Linked DNA regions of Sus scrofa: all the other regions are linked to region 4. The links are chromatin contacts, called in public HiChIP or PLAC-seq maps. All regions are on one chromosome and are shown on one strand. Each heading gives the region's core, a stretch centred on a gene start, on an enhancer-like site or on the middle of the called end of the contact. The rest is flanking DNA. Distances are from core to core; before and after follow the strand shown.

What was found. HiChIP or PLAC-seq counts read pairs in DNA pulled down with a chosen protein or histone mark.
Region 1: a contact with region 4 is called in an H3K27ac HiChIP or PLAC-seq map of alveolar macrophages. The contact joins the promoter of UBQLN4 here to the promoter of MEF2D in region 4. A contact is called at or near these places in 1 of 5 promoter capture datasets (liver) and 1 of 2 datasets of contacts at active chromatin or transcription factors (alveolar macrophages).
Region 2: an H3K27ac HiChIP or PLAC-seq map of skeletal muscle shows a contact between it and region 4. The contact joins the promoter of ARHGEF2 here to the promoter of MEF2D in region 4. A contact is called at or near these places in 2 of 2 datasets of contacts at active chromatin or transcription factors (alveolar macrophages and skeletal muscle).
Region 3: an H3K27ac HiChIP or PLAC-seq map of alveolar macrophages shows a contact between it and region 4. The contact joins the promoter of LMNA here to the promoter of MEF2D in region 4. A contact is called at or near these places in 2 of 5 promoter capture datasets (fetal liver and liver), 6 of 47 Hi-C or Micro-C datasets (heart right ventricle, liver, skeletal muscle and 1 more) and 2 of 2 datasets of contacts at active chromatin or transcription factors (alveolar macrophages and skeletal muscle).

The regions. Positions count from the first base shown.
Region 1 is chr4:93,974,415-93,977,836 of Sscrofa11.1, forward strand. UBQLN4 (ubiquilin-4) reads left to right here and starts at 1,972. Exons shown (of 11, transcript XM_003125701.5): 1 at 1,972-2,173. The coding sequence starts at 2,066. LAMTOR2 (late endosomal/lysosomal adaptor, MAPK and MTOR activator 2) reads right to left here and starts at 1,147. Exons shown (of 4, transcript NM_001243627.1): 1 at 872-1,147; 2 at 403-565. The coding sequence starts at 939.
Region 2 is chr4:94,047,622-94,050,746 of Sscrofa11.1, forward strand. ARHGEF2 (Rho/Rac guanine nucleotide exchange factor 2) reads left to right here and starts at 1,575. Exons shown (of 23, transcript NM_001128463.1): 1 at 1,575-1,621; 2 at 1,709-1,802.
Region 3 is chr4:93,924,832-93,928,109 of Sscrofa11.1, forward strand. LMNA (lamin A/C) reads right to left here and starts at 1,453. Exons shown (of 13, transcript NM_001111257.2): 1 at 1,351-1,453.
Region 4 is chr4:93,579,706-93,582,910 of Sscrofa11.1, forward strand. MEF2D (myocyte-specific enhancer factor 2D) reads left to right here and starts at 1,858. Exons shown (of 12, transcript XM_021089672.1): 1 at 1,858-2,211.

The sequences.
Region 1 (3,422 bases), core at 722-3,221, 390 kb after region 4:
CTTCTGAGTCTGAGAATCTCAGATGACAACACTTTGTGTCTGCATATCACTCTACAGTTTACACCTACCCTTTCATTTGATCACAACAACCCTGTGTGCGTGATGTGGTGGTGGGGATTATTTTCACACTGGAGATGTGGTAAAAAAGCTTGTGACTTACCCAAGGTTCCACAAATGGCAAGTGGCTGGCTGAGACTAGAACCCAGCCAGACCTCGGGTCCAATACTCCTTCCTCATCACCACTTGATACATAGGGTCCTGCCTATTATAAATGCTGCTGCAGACCAACTCTTAGTAATCTTCCAGAAATCCTGTCCCTGGGCCCCAACCATCCAGGATGGGGTCCAGGGTGCCCCTTGGGGGTCCCCTTAGGGACAGAGGAAATGGCTCCCCTCTCCATACCATGCAGTCCATGAGGATGAATTTGAGATTGTCTTCGTTAAATGCTTGGTTCCCGTTCCGGTCGTAGGCCGCCCAGATGTTACTGGCGATGGCTGCAGTGACTCGGGCGTCCGTATCCCCGTAACCAGAGTAGGCCAACAGAGATCCCTCGTTATTCAGCAGCCTGGAAAAGCATCAGAACGGATATCAACGTGCTCAGGATGGGGAGTAAAATACCTGACTTTCCATCCCAACTCGCCCACCGGCGCTCCTAGAAAGCAAGGGTCTGGGTTGAGTGTGTCCTAGAACATGCCCCAAACACCCAGCACGTCAGTTTCTCTTTCAAGAGTGGCCCTCTCGCCGGTTCACCCAAAGGCTGCCCCCTCTGCCACCTCCTCCCTTCCCAGAGAGCCTTCCCCACCCCTCCCTCGGAGAGCCGCGCGCAGCCCCACTCCAGTGCTCGCCGCTCGGCCTCTCGGTCCGCACTCACAGGGTGCTCTGGACACCTCCAGTGTTAGCTTGGCTTAGCACCTGGGTCAAAGCCTTGGGACGCAGCATGCCTGTGGCTCCTAACCCTGGGCTTTCACAACCTGATCCCGGAGTTTCCTATAACTGGCCTCCGCCTGCCGCTTCCCGTAGTCCAGCTGCCCGGCTCCAGAACTCCTGGGAGTTGTAGTTTCCTGGCCTGACTGTGCGGTTCTGACTCAACCCCGCCTCACCGCGGGGGGCGCTGGGAATTGTAGTTCCTCGAAGCTTCGCGAGGCACCCTGGGAACTACAGTTCGCCTTTCCAGTGAGACCACGCGGTTATGGGGGAAAAGAGCGGGAGTAAAAGGATAGTGGCAGTACTGGAAGGACATTTAACCCTCTCGGGCAGAGGAGTCATATCTGCTTGACAATCCACGATTCAGTAATTAAAAGAAAACAAAATTCCTATACTTGTCAGGCATACCTTGGGTTACTTCTCAAAGCAATTTTCTACATTATGCATAATTCTGTGAGATGAGGAGATAGATGCTATTGAGGAAATAGGCTCAGAAAGGCCATGCAGGCAAAAATCCAGGTCTCTGGAACTGTACTGAATAGACTTCTTGGAGGCCGCTACCCTCAGGGGAATTAAGTCAATCCTACAGAAGAGGTTTTAGGTAGATATCCAGAAGTGGAAAATTCAGCCTCCAAGTCGGGAGAAGCCTCAGGCCTGGAAAGGATTTGGGCTTTCCAAGAAAGACCAGTTATCATAGGGAACGGAGATAAAGCGGCGACACAGAAAGTCCTTTGTCCCGGAGAAAGAGTTAGTCGCGGAGGGGGCGGGTAGCTTTGGGCCCGGGGGCGGGGGGTTGGCACCTCAGCGCGACTCGGACCGGCTACCACGGGCGGTGGTCTCTCCCGGAGAGTTTGCTTCCCGCCCCTGTCCGGAGCAGCCCCTTTGGGGGCCGCCGCCCAGCAAGGCCCTGCCCAGGCTGCAGACCCCGGGCTCGGCCCTGGGCGGACCCCGCTGCAGTGGCCCCCCCGGTCCGCCCGGGGCGCTGTGGCTGCGGCTGGTCCGGAGGGGGCGGTGAAGCCTTGGGGAGGGGAGGGGAGAGGGGAGTGTTGGAGGCGCCGGAGCCGAGCACCGCCGGGCGGGCGGGGAGGAGGAGGAGCCGGGGCGGGCTGGCGGGCGGCCGGGTGGCGGCGGCGGCGGCGGCATGGCGGAGCCGAGCGGGGCCGAGACGAGGCCCCCGATTCGGGTCACCGTCAAGACCCCTAAGGACAAGGAGGAAATTGTGATCTGCGATCGAGCCTCGGTCAAGGAGGTAGTACGGGTGGTGGGGATTGGGGGGGTGCGGAGGAGTGGTCTGTGAAGAGGGGGGTGTCTCTGAGACCGTCGGGCGTATGGGAGGGCCGGGGAGAGGAGGGCGGGGGCCCAGCAGGCACTCGGGGAAGCGGGAGGGAAGAGGCGGCGGGTAGGGGGCGTCCTGCGAGGTCGATCCGGGGTAGCGTGGCGCGTGTTTGGGAAGGGAGGCCGGGGTTTGCCTTGTGGCCTGGTCTGGGGGCGTGGTGGAGTTGGAAGAGGACACCTTGCACAGGCAAGGGGGAAGGACCCTGTGTTGGAGAGGAGTGTTTGCGCCGCTTACTAGCGGGGGTTCGAGGCGCTGAGGCAGGGTGGGAGCCGGGCAAGGTGCGGAGGCCGGATAGTGGGCGCGGGGCGCAGGCGAGGAAAGCTCCAGGCTTCTACTGTGCGTCTCAGAGAACGCCCAGCATTCTGACGCCCGGCCGGTGCGGGGGGAGGATTTCCCTCTGCCGGGATCTTTGCTACTCTTTCAAATCAAGGTAGTTGCGTTTGGTTCTCAGCCCCTCTGGGATTTACACAAGGTGCAGTAGGTGCTCAAGAAAAATGTGGTGAATGACTGAATGAGGGAATATTGCTGTGTTCACCACCCGCCTGTGGCGGCTCCAGAATTTCACAGAGGCGGGGCTAAGATAGGCTTTCTGGTTGGGAAGGAGGGATCTGGAAGCTGCCTTTGCTTAGCAAGTGCACTGTTTTTACTTAGAGTGTAAGTTTGGGTTGGTAGGGGGGTTGCGGATAGATGTAGAGTCTTAACTCTTTCCAAGCCAGCTTTTAGTGCCATTATTGCCCTTCCCCCAACCTTATAAAATGACTCCATTCCAGAATTGAAATCATTTTCGCTGCAAAGCTGAATTTGGTATCAGCTCTAGTTGAGAGGATCCATGTTTTTGGTTCAGAGCTTGGGCTTCGGTATCGAGGCCTAAGTTCCAGTCTGCCCGGGGCAAGTTTCCTAACTGCTTTGATTCTCAGTTTTCTTGTCTTTAAAATGGAGATAATTGTTAACATGTATCTCATGGGATTTAGACTCTGAATGGTTAGTGCTTTTATAAATAACGTGTTACCTGGTAACTGGTTAAGGGTCAGCTGGTTAAGGGTCTGGCGTTGTCACTGCTTTGGCTCAGGTCACTGTGTGGCTTGGGTTCGAACCCTGGTCCAGGAACTTCTGCATGCTGTGAATGTGGCCAATAAATATGTAAATACCTAAATAAATAAGT
Region 2 (3,125 bases), core at 325-2,824, 470 kb after region 4:
CTCTATTCAAAAGAGAGATCTGAATTCAGGACTTTGGTATTCTGAGGCTCTCCTTTTAATGAAGGCCATAGGAGAGGGAGAGGCTTTCTAGCATCTCCTGTCACTAGAGATGGAGGACAGTTACCTGCAATGTACCTTGACAGTAAGATGAGGCTTTGGGAACTCCAAGGCAATCCTCTGCCCTCCACCTTCACCAGAAACAGAACTGAGACATTGGTCTTCCTGCCCTGTCTCCACACAATCCCAGTGCTCTGTTACTGTGGCTCCGAAGTTCTTCAGCTCTGCTCTGCTGAGACACCGCCCTCCTTCCCTACTCCCCAGTGCCCGCCCTCAGGAATGGCGTCACAGGCACCTGCAGCTTGGGAACCTGATCCAGGTGGAGGGGGTGGGGGAGGCAGCTCTGGGCGCCTTTGTCTGGCTTTAGCTGGACACTTCATGGTCTCCTTTTGTGTTGGCAGGAAATTTGTCCCAGTCCTCTGCTGCTGAGCTCAGCCAAAGGTGAGTTTGGGGGACTCGGAGCCCTTCAGAGGCCTAGATGGGGGAGGGGCAGTGGGACTGGGCAATGGGTTCTATAGCTCCAAGGGTCTCTGCTTCCTGAAACATTGTTCCCCTTAATGTTTCTAATCAAAAACCTCCAAATAGCCTTCTCTCTGGGCTGCCTAACATTCCGCTTCTCATTGGCCAGGGAAAACTAAGGAGGTTCCTGGCAGCTCCATGGGATGAGGAAGACATTAGGGAAAGAAAAGGAATATCTGGATCCCAGGGTGTCTGGTAAATAAATGAGCGGGAGGTTGTTTGCTGTTCTCAGTGTCAGAAAGGTGAGCAGGCAGATTGGCTGCTGTGCAATCAGGGAGAGACAGTGATCAAGGATCCTGGATCAGCTTTGGATGGCTGAGGTAATAGACCAATGGGGAGTGGCCCTCAGAAGAGCTGGGCAAGGGCTATAGCGCTCCGAGAGGAGAGGGCAGGGGCTGATGCACATAGCTCAGGACTCGAGGTGGGAGCTGGGAGATTTCAACATCTATGTAAATAAGTACGCAAAATCAGCACCTGTTTATTTGGCTCCTTCGGCCGAAGCCTGATTAGAGTGGGTCAGCCTTCTAAGACAGTGTGGGTGTGTGAGCTAGTAATGGCCCCTTTAAGATATCAAGTTTTGATTTGTGGTCTTGAAAATCTCTAGCTGACACATCCTCCTGGCTCTGGGTTTGGGATTAGCTCATGGGATGGGGCTGATGAAATCCCAGGAAATTCAGTCCTTATTGGCGTTAGGCCCAGAGGCCCTTTCCAAATAGCAGAGGGTCGTACACAGAGCTCTTGTTTTGTGCAGGGAAAAAGTCCTCCCTGGAGATTCCCTCCCCTCACCCCATATCATTTCCGTTGGGGAGCAGCATGAAAGAGGAGATTGGGCCTGGATTAGGTAGGAAGGGGGGTGGTGTCTGTATTTATCTGGGAGGAGACAGAGTTTTCCTCATAAATAGAGGGGCCTGGGAAACTGCAGTGACTGCATCCAGGAAATCCCAGGAGGTGAGGGGGTGGGGACATCTTCCTCTCCAGTCCTTCCTCGCTCTTCCTCACCCTTCTCTCAGTCTCTGCCCTGTATCTTCCTTCTCTCCTGGCCATGGTACCTTCATCCACCATCTCTCTGGGAGTATCTTGTTCTTTCCCAGCTCTCTTTCTCTCTCCTCACCTCTTCTTTTTCTCTCTGCAGCTGTAGCCAGCTGGAAGGGGGCTCAGGTACCTGGGCAGGCTCCTCCCTGCGACGGACCCTCAGCTTCATCTTGGGCATGACCGGAAAGGCCAAGGTAGGAGTGCAGGGCGGTGGGGGGGGAGTACCCAGGGAGGGAGAAGAAGGCTCGGGACCCACTGCCCTCCCTGATTCTTCCTCTCCACCTACCATCTGCTCTCTTCCCCAGCTTCTCCTGGTGGCAAAGACTCAGGGCAATGGTTCAAGTTTGAAGGGAAATGTTATGTGTCCCTCTCTCCCTCCCTGTATCCCAGTAAACTACCTTTGCTCTGCTTTCCCCATGCCTCCAGCTTCTCAGCCAGCTGTAGACAGCTGGAAGAGGAGAAGGGCCAGGAACCTCGGAAGCTGAGGAGTTGCCCAGCCCTCCCTCTCTTTAGGCCCCACATAGCTAAGAGGTGGGCAGCAGAAATCTTAACCATCGGACAAAATAATGATAATAATCACAGCAATACTTTTTACTTCTTCAGAGGGCATTAGGGTTTGCAAAGTGCTTTTACACTCATAATTTTATGGGTGGATACAGCAGCTGAAGGAGTTGAAATTAGACCATAGGCAGAGTGGAAGCCAGGAAAGTGTATGATTATGGAAGTGCGCACACACACCGTACATGTGCAGTTCTGACCCCAGGACGGTGAAGGCACATTGCTCTCCTCCTTATTCCCAACCCCCAGGCTCTGTGAAATTGGGAGCTCTGCCTGCCACTTGAATGCATTTCCACTTTCTTCATCTACTGGCAGAATGAGCCACCCCCCTTTTCCTCTCTGGCTTCCCCCTGTGTGCATGTACTTTCCCACTTGGGCGGCTTCTGAGCACTGAAAGAAACCCCAGACAAGACAGCATCAGATTTAGCTGGAAGCACCACAGAGTCTCACCCAGTAAGGTTACCTGGGCTCCTCCCAGCCCCACCCACAGTGCCAGGGCTCGTCTTGGCCAGCCTTTTAGCTAGAATTCTCTTTCCTCTGGGTGAGCAGGGAAGGCAGAAATGAAACGCGGTTCTTAGTACCTTCTCACCACAGGCCACAGATGGGGAGTGGAGGCACAAGACCAGGCAGTCTGAGAGCAGGGTAGGTGGGCAGTGAGGCTTCCTCTCTCTGACTGGAGCAGAGCTCTCTAGAGAACAAAGCCAACACGGAGACCTGGGATCTGAGTCCCCCTCCCTGCAGGCACTCTGTTCAGGGTAGGAAAGTTTGAGGGCAGAAATCACCCTCCTTTCCTGCAACGGGAATGGTAGGGGAAGTCAGCGCTGGCAGGGGGCTCTCTAGATCTCGCCTGGTCTGCATTTGCCCTCCCTTGACCTAGGAGTTCAGTGAATAGATGAAGGAGAAAGTGGCCAGAGACTGGTGGAGCTCAAGCAGGCGGCAGAAAAGAGCTCAGAATCAGG
Region 3 (3,278 bases), core at 203-2,702, 340 kb after region 4:
ATCTGAGCCACGTCTGCAACCTGCACCACAGCTCACAGCAGCGATGGATTACCTTAACCCACTGAGCGAAGCCAGGGATCAAACTTGCATCCCTATGGATACTAGTCAGGTTTGTTTCCCCTGAGCCACAACAGGAACTCCCTAGAGTGCTTGGAGGGAGGGTCCCTGTCTTATTCATTCTTTGATCACAGGGTCAAGTACTAAACACCTGTTGAACTGCTGAGTCACTCCTGCACAGGTGGTATGGAAGGACCTGGCTGTTCTTTAAGTAGCTGCCACATACCAGGCACTGGGCTAGGGGCCATGTGGGGCTGATCCCACTTCATCTTGACTTCAGCCTTATGAGGAAGGTATTATTATCTGCATTTTATATACCAAAAACCCAAACTCCGAGAAGTTGACTAATTGACCTAAGATAGTCCAGCTGAGTAACTGCCTTCTTCCCATCCGGACCCAGCTAGATGGAATGATGCAGGCTTAGAACAATTAGCTTGGCTTAGTTTAGCTGGGAAGGCCCTCAGAAGGAGCGTGTTTGATGGCCTTTTGTAAAGCCAGTGAACCCCTCATTTGAATGAAATTTCACCCCAAAAGCCCAATATACTAAATGACAGAGGCAGAGTCTCTCTAGCAGGGAAGTTTAGGGACCCCTGCCTGGTGATCCTTTGCCCCTCCCCTAAGAGGCCCCCAGGGCTCTGAGAATTAAACCCCTCTCTTTACAAAGTGGGCTTCTCAGGCTGGAGAAGCTAAGATTTGCCCAAACACAGCCAGAAACCCCCAAATAGTACTCGGACCCTATTTCACACTACTGTAGGAGACAGGACATCACTCTGGACATACTGGAAGGGGCTAATCGACCTCAAGGGATGGGCATTATCGCTACCATGATGAGGCAGGGGTTGCAGGGGTCAGTGTAGGGCTGGCTATCTTCCCTGGGTGCTCCAGCCAGGCCAGACAGGGCCGCTAGATAATGAGCACAGAACCAACCCTTTACACTTCACATTTGGCTGGGCAGGTCTCCCAGGTGTCATCTTTTCACAATCCAGATTACTACCTTAACCCTCTCAAACCTCTCTGAGATGCACAAAGCAAACACCATGATGCCCATTATACAGATACGGAGATTGAGACTTGGGCCAGGTTAACTGATATGCTCCAGGCCACACAACAAGAGACAGAAGCAGGTCCCAAACTCCAGGGATTTGCCTCCAGGTTAACTACATCCCACCTCCCTTCAGTCCAGACCCCAAAGGAGCTCCATCCAACAGCAAAATCCGAGAGTCTGCCCAGGAGTCCCTGCCCGACATTCCAAACCCCATCCCCCACTCAAATGGGCCCAGAGAGCCGCCCCACCTGTGAGCCTCAGGCTTCCTGGAACCGTCACAATACACACCAAAATACTGCCACGGTACACACCAGACAAGAGCCAAAGAGGAATTCCGCAGTGACTTCGTCCTCTCTGCTCCCTATCTCCCAGCTTTGGCCCCGCCCCACCTGGTGAGGGTGGGGGAGGGGAGGTAGACGTAGGAAGGGGCGGGGCCCCGGAGACGTGGGCGGAGCCAAGGGGACGGGGCTTGTTCCCTCCAGGGCAGATCGGTTCGGGCTGGTAGGGCGACTCCGGACTCCGGCGGGGTGGTTCCTCTCCCGCCCCCCCGCCCCCGCCGCCCGGAGGCGGGCAGTGCTGACGGCTGGTTCTGACGCAGGCGCCTGCGTGTGGGCGGCTGCCTGTGAGTCTGTGTGTGTCTGTGTGTGTGTGGTTGCCGGGGCCTCCCGGGTCTCCTAAATGGGGGTTTCCTCTCCCTGTTGCCAAGGAAACAAACAGAAGCGCCACAACTCCAGAACTGGGGCCGGCGAAAAGGGTCCCCAAGCCCTAGGCGCCGAGAGGCTTCCAGGAAGTGAGGCAGAAAAGGATCCCTGTTTCCCCCCCCACCCCCAGTCCAGGTGCTGAGCAAACGTTACCCAATGTGGGGCCTGAAACTAGTGGCCACCTGTCCTGTTTGCAGAGCACTGAGGAGTTTCCTAGGACAAGGGCCTTGCAGTGCTCAAACCCGAACAGTTCCTGGCAAAACCGGACAGTTGGTCTTCCTAAGTGTCCATCCAATTTTTGTGGGGAGGCTCTATCTTAAAAATATGAGAATATCTTTTACAGATTTCACACAGATAAGTGAACACGTGGAAACCTGGTCAGGCTCCTCTAAGGGTCTTGGGAAGGCCTGTGCCACTGTGGATCCCTGAGCTTCACCTTGCTTAGCCTCACCATAAAACCAACCTGGGTTCCCAGCCCCTGCAGCCCCTAAGTTCCTCAGGGTCCCCTTCCAAGGCTAGCCCTTGGCACTCACCCCAGGGAGGTCAACTGGGAAAGCAAATTCTCCCCGGGGAGGATGGTGGTTAATCTGCAGGAGATTTCCTGATGGGGGAACAGATCAAAGGGCACTTCTGGATTAGTGGCGGCCACGTGTGGCAGGTGGATGGGCAGGGCCTTGGCCAAGGTCAGGAGCTCCTGGAGGGAGACTCCATGGGATGGAAGGGACTGCCTTGGGCCAGTGCTTCATCAGTCATTGCTTAGAAGCCAGAACTTCAGAGCTGGGAGGAGTCTAAGGACATCATGCAAGCCAACCCCCTCCTTTCTAGACCTGCCTTGATCCAGCTCCCCAGATTCCCCTGTCCCACTATCCCTATGCCAGCCCACAGGCTAGCCCCAGAGTAACACCCCAATTGCCCTCTTTGTCTAGTAAATCCAAAGCTTACAGGGCTCCCTGAGAGCCCACTTCACTTTGGCCCTTGACCCCTGAGTGGCAGGTAATGGGGGAGCCACTGGAGCAGCGGTAGGGCAGCAGGGACCTGGCTGGGAGGGACAGGATGCACGAGTGGCCTGAGGCTGGTGTGCTCTCAGGCTGCCCAGGGAGGGGCCAAGAGGGCATCTGTTTCCTCTTGGCCATGATTCCCTCAATCCCATCCCCAAAGGAGGTGAAAATGGGGCTGGCTTCCTGAAGCGGAGCTTCCTGGCCTTGGCGGGGAGGATGGATGGGACGTCCTCAAAACATCCCGCATGCCCTCTCCTCTCCCTGCCTGGAGCTCGGCACAGCTGAACTAAGGCTTCGGGGTGGGGGCAGAGAGGTGAGGTCTGGGGTTCAGTGAGCACAGCGATGTACCAGAAGCCACAGTCAGGCTCAACTCCCAGGGGGTGCGGGGGGCGGGGGAGGGTAGAGGCAGGGGACTGGTCTGGCTCAGAGGGGGGGCTTCACTCAGGTACTTTAGTGGAGGATGCATGAGAGAGAGTT
Region 4 (3,205 bases), core at 608-3,107:
GGAGGTTCCCCACTTAAGGGAGGGGGGGGCCCTTTCCCATCCTGCTATTGCCACAGCCCCAGGCCTGGCACAAGGCTCTATTCTTCTTATAGTCCTTGGGGACAGGACATATGGGCTCCTCTTGCCTACCCTGAGATCCTTTGGGCAAGTGGGCCCTGCCTGGTAGGAAAGACTGACATCTTCTGGTGCTGGGCCCCATCTCCCAGATCTAATGGGGAACCGAGAATCTATGTTTGGGGACAAAGTCAGACACTTATTTAAATCAGGTTTCCTGAAGGAGGAGCCATGTAGAAGGGTTGGAAACCAAGACCAAGAAAATAGGAGCCTGCTGGATTCCTGTCTTAGGACTTAATGAGATAAACTTCCAAACCTATTTGCAAAGCAATTCCACTGAACTTGTCTCCTTTGAGGCTTTTATGGGATAATGGGCCTAAAGGGGTCTTGACAGTCCAGCCCTTGAATTATTATAATGCAGCATGAGGTACTGTTCAAAGTGATCTACTTGTACGTAGCAATTTAATCTTCACACCAGTTTATGAGTTAGGTACTATTATCATCGCTGCTATTTTACCTATGAGGATCATGAGGTACAGGGAAATTAAGTAATGGGCCTGTGTTCCCGGTTAAAAAATGGCGGAATAAGGATGTGAACTAAAGTAGCTTGACTACTCCAAAACATGCTACCTCTTTATATATTAGCCTCTTCAGCACTCAACCTGGATCATTAAGCCTTGATCCAGTAAATCAGACCCAGCCAGGTAGAAATCGAGGTGTGTGAACTGAGTGCCCTTCTGTTCTGCGAGGGTCTTTAAGATCCAAGCCAAATTCCATCATTTCCTCAAGCTTCAGGTAGAAAGCAGACATTGGGGCAACAGGGATGCTGGAGAGGAAGTCTGACAGGTCGCTTGTCCAGTAGGCATGGCACCCACACTCCTGTGGTAGGGCAGAAGATTCGCCACACCCTGGAGCAACCAGGAATTACAAATTTTTTTAAACATCTACTACTGTTTCTTTAATGAGATGCTTTTGGGCGTTTCCTGTGCTGGGGGAAATTAGGGTCACGCCCCTTTAAATTGCCCCCCTCGGCTGTAAGTGCTCTGGAGCCTCAGGCACTGGGGATTAGGTCACCCACGAACTATGAGCTGTCGCTTTAAATTGCTGGGCGTCTGCCCAGCCGGGCCCTGGGAGGGGAGGGGGCCTCTCACAGGTAGAGGGAGCAAACGAGCTCTCCAGGTAACCCCCCAGAAAAGAACGGGTCCCTTTAAGTGAGGCTTCGGCTCACACTAAGTGAAGGAGATAAAATCTTTTCAACACTTAGTGTCTACCCTTAATTTATCTACTTAGATTCCCACCTCCCAACTCTCTAGGGGCTTGGGGGTTGGGGGGGAGCTGTCGAGGTAGCGTGTGTGTAAGTGTGTGTGCGCGAGTGTGTGTGAGTGTGTTTGGGGGCGGGGGCGGGAAGTATGTGCCCAGTCGGCGGAACCTCCCCGGAAAGGACCTCTTCGAGCGCATGGTGGCAGCAGTACTAGGCGGCCGTCCGGACAGCTCGAAAGGGGCACCACGGGCGCGGGCCGATCCCCTTAGAGGCCTCTGGGTCTCGCCTCCCTACTTTGCCTCGCTCGGTCGCTTCCTCGCTTCCTCCCTCCCTCCCTCCTGGCTGGCGGAGGGATCTGCCTCTCCCAGCGCCGCAGCCTAGCTTGGGAGGGCGCTGGGGTGGGGGCCGACCCGGCCCGGCCCGGCCGGCCCGAGGGAAGCGAGGGGCGGGGCCGCGTCCCCGGGACCGCCCCTGCTCCGGCCCCGCCCCTCCGCCCCCACGGGTTCCTCCCATTGGCCCCCCCGCCTGTCCATCACCCCCGTTCCCCCCACCCCTCAAGCTAGGCTGAGCTGTGCCTACGTCGGCCTCGACTCCCGGGGGCTGGAGGAGTTACCTTTGGAGCTCGAAAGGAGGAAGGAAGCAAAATATCAACAACAGCCGAGGCGGCTCGGGCGCTCGGCCCCAGTCCCTCGCCTGCCGGCCGCCCGCCTGCCCGCCCTCGCGCCCACGACGGGGGCCCAGGCCCCCCGGCGCAGCCCAGGGCCCGCGCGGACGCCGGCCTCATTTATTATTCCCCCCGCCCGGAGCTGCGGCTTCCAGGTGCTGAAGAGCCCCAGGACTAGGGGCGAGGGCTACCCCCTCCCAGCCGTGACATCCCCCTTCCCCCAGCGGGGCCGGTGAGTAGAGAAAAATAATGCTCCTGCCGCTTTAAGAGGCCCCCTCCCCCACCCCATCCTGGGGTTGGGGTGGAGGGTGGTCTAGACCGTCCCCCTGAGAGGTGGGATGGGGTGGCCTCTTGGGTTTGGGAGGAACTCGCGGAGCGGGCTGTGTTTTCTTGTGGCGTTGGTGGAAGATTACATGGGGGACTGTTTGGGTGAGGGAGTCGGCTGTGGGGGACAAGTGGAGTGGGCTGTAATTCCCTTGGGTGTTGGGGTCGGGGTGGGGACGGGTGGCTTGGGGGCGCGCCGGTCTGTTGGTGTCCGGGGGTTAAGGCGGCCTCCGAGCGGTCTGGGAAGGGGCGCCATCCTCAGAGGGGGTCTCCGGTGACAGCCGGGAGCGACTGACATTTTAACAGCCGGCCCTCCCTCCCTCTCCCTCCTCGAGCCGCCTGTTCCCTCCTCCTTGGCCCGAAATGGTGCAGAAGGGGGCCTGAGAGGGCGGCGGGAGGGTGGGGGCGGGGGGAGCCGCAGCTGTTTGGGAAGCGGGGGAGGGAGGGGGGATGTTGTTCAGATGACACCGGGGTGGTGGGTTGGGGTGTGTGAGTGTGTGTGTGTCCCGGGCCCGGGTTTGCCCTGTGCCTGTGGAGTTGGCACTCAGAGTTAGCACGGAGGTGGGCACGCAGGACCCTTTCTTGGGACCTCCTAGCCTGCCTCCGAGACCCCTGCTCTGGTTTGTCTGTGGCCCCAGCTGGAGAACCCCCGGCCAGAAGTTTGCAGCTGTTAAACATCTGGGCAAGAGTTCTCCAGTCCGAACTGGGTTGGGAGTGGGGGTCCAGGGAGTGAGGGGCTTTTCGGAGGGTGGGCCGAGGAGACTAAGATGCATGTAGTCTCTTACCCTCCTGCCAACCCCTTTTCTGTCAGGTTTGTTCTTACGGGGTCTCCCTTCCCCTAGTGATTCTAGCTGATCTCTCAGTGGCCTCCTGAGGTCTCTCCCCAATGAAAGGAGGGCTCC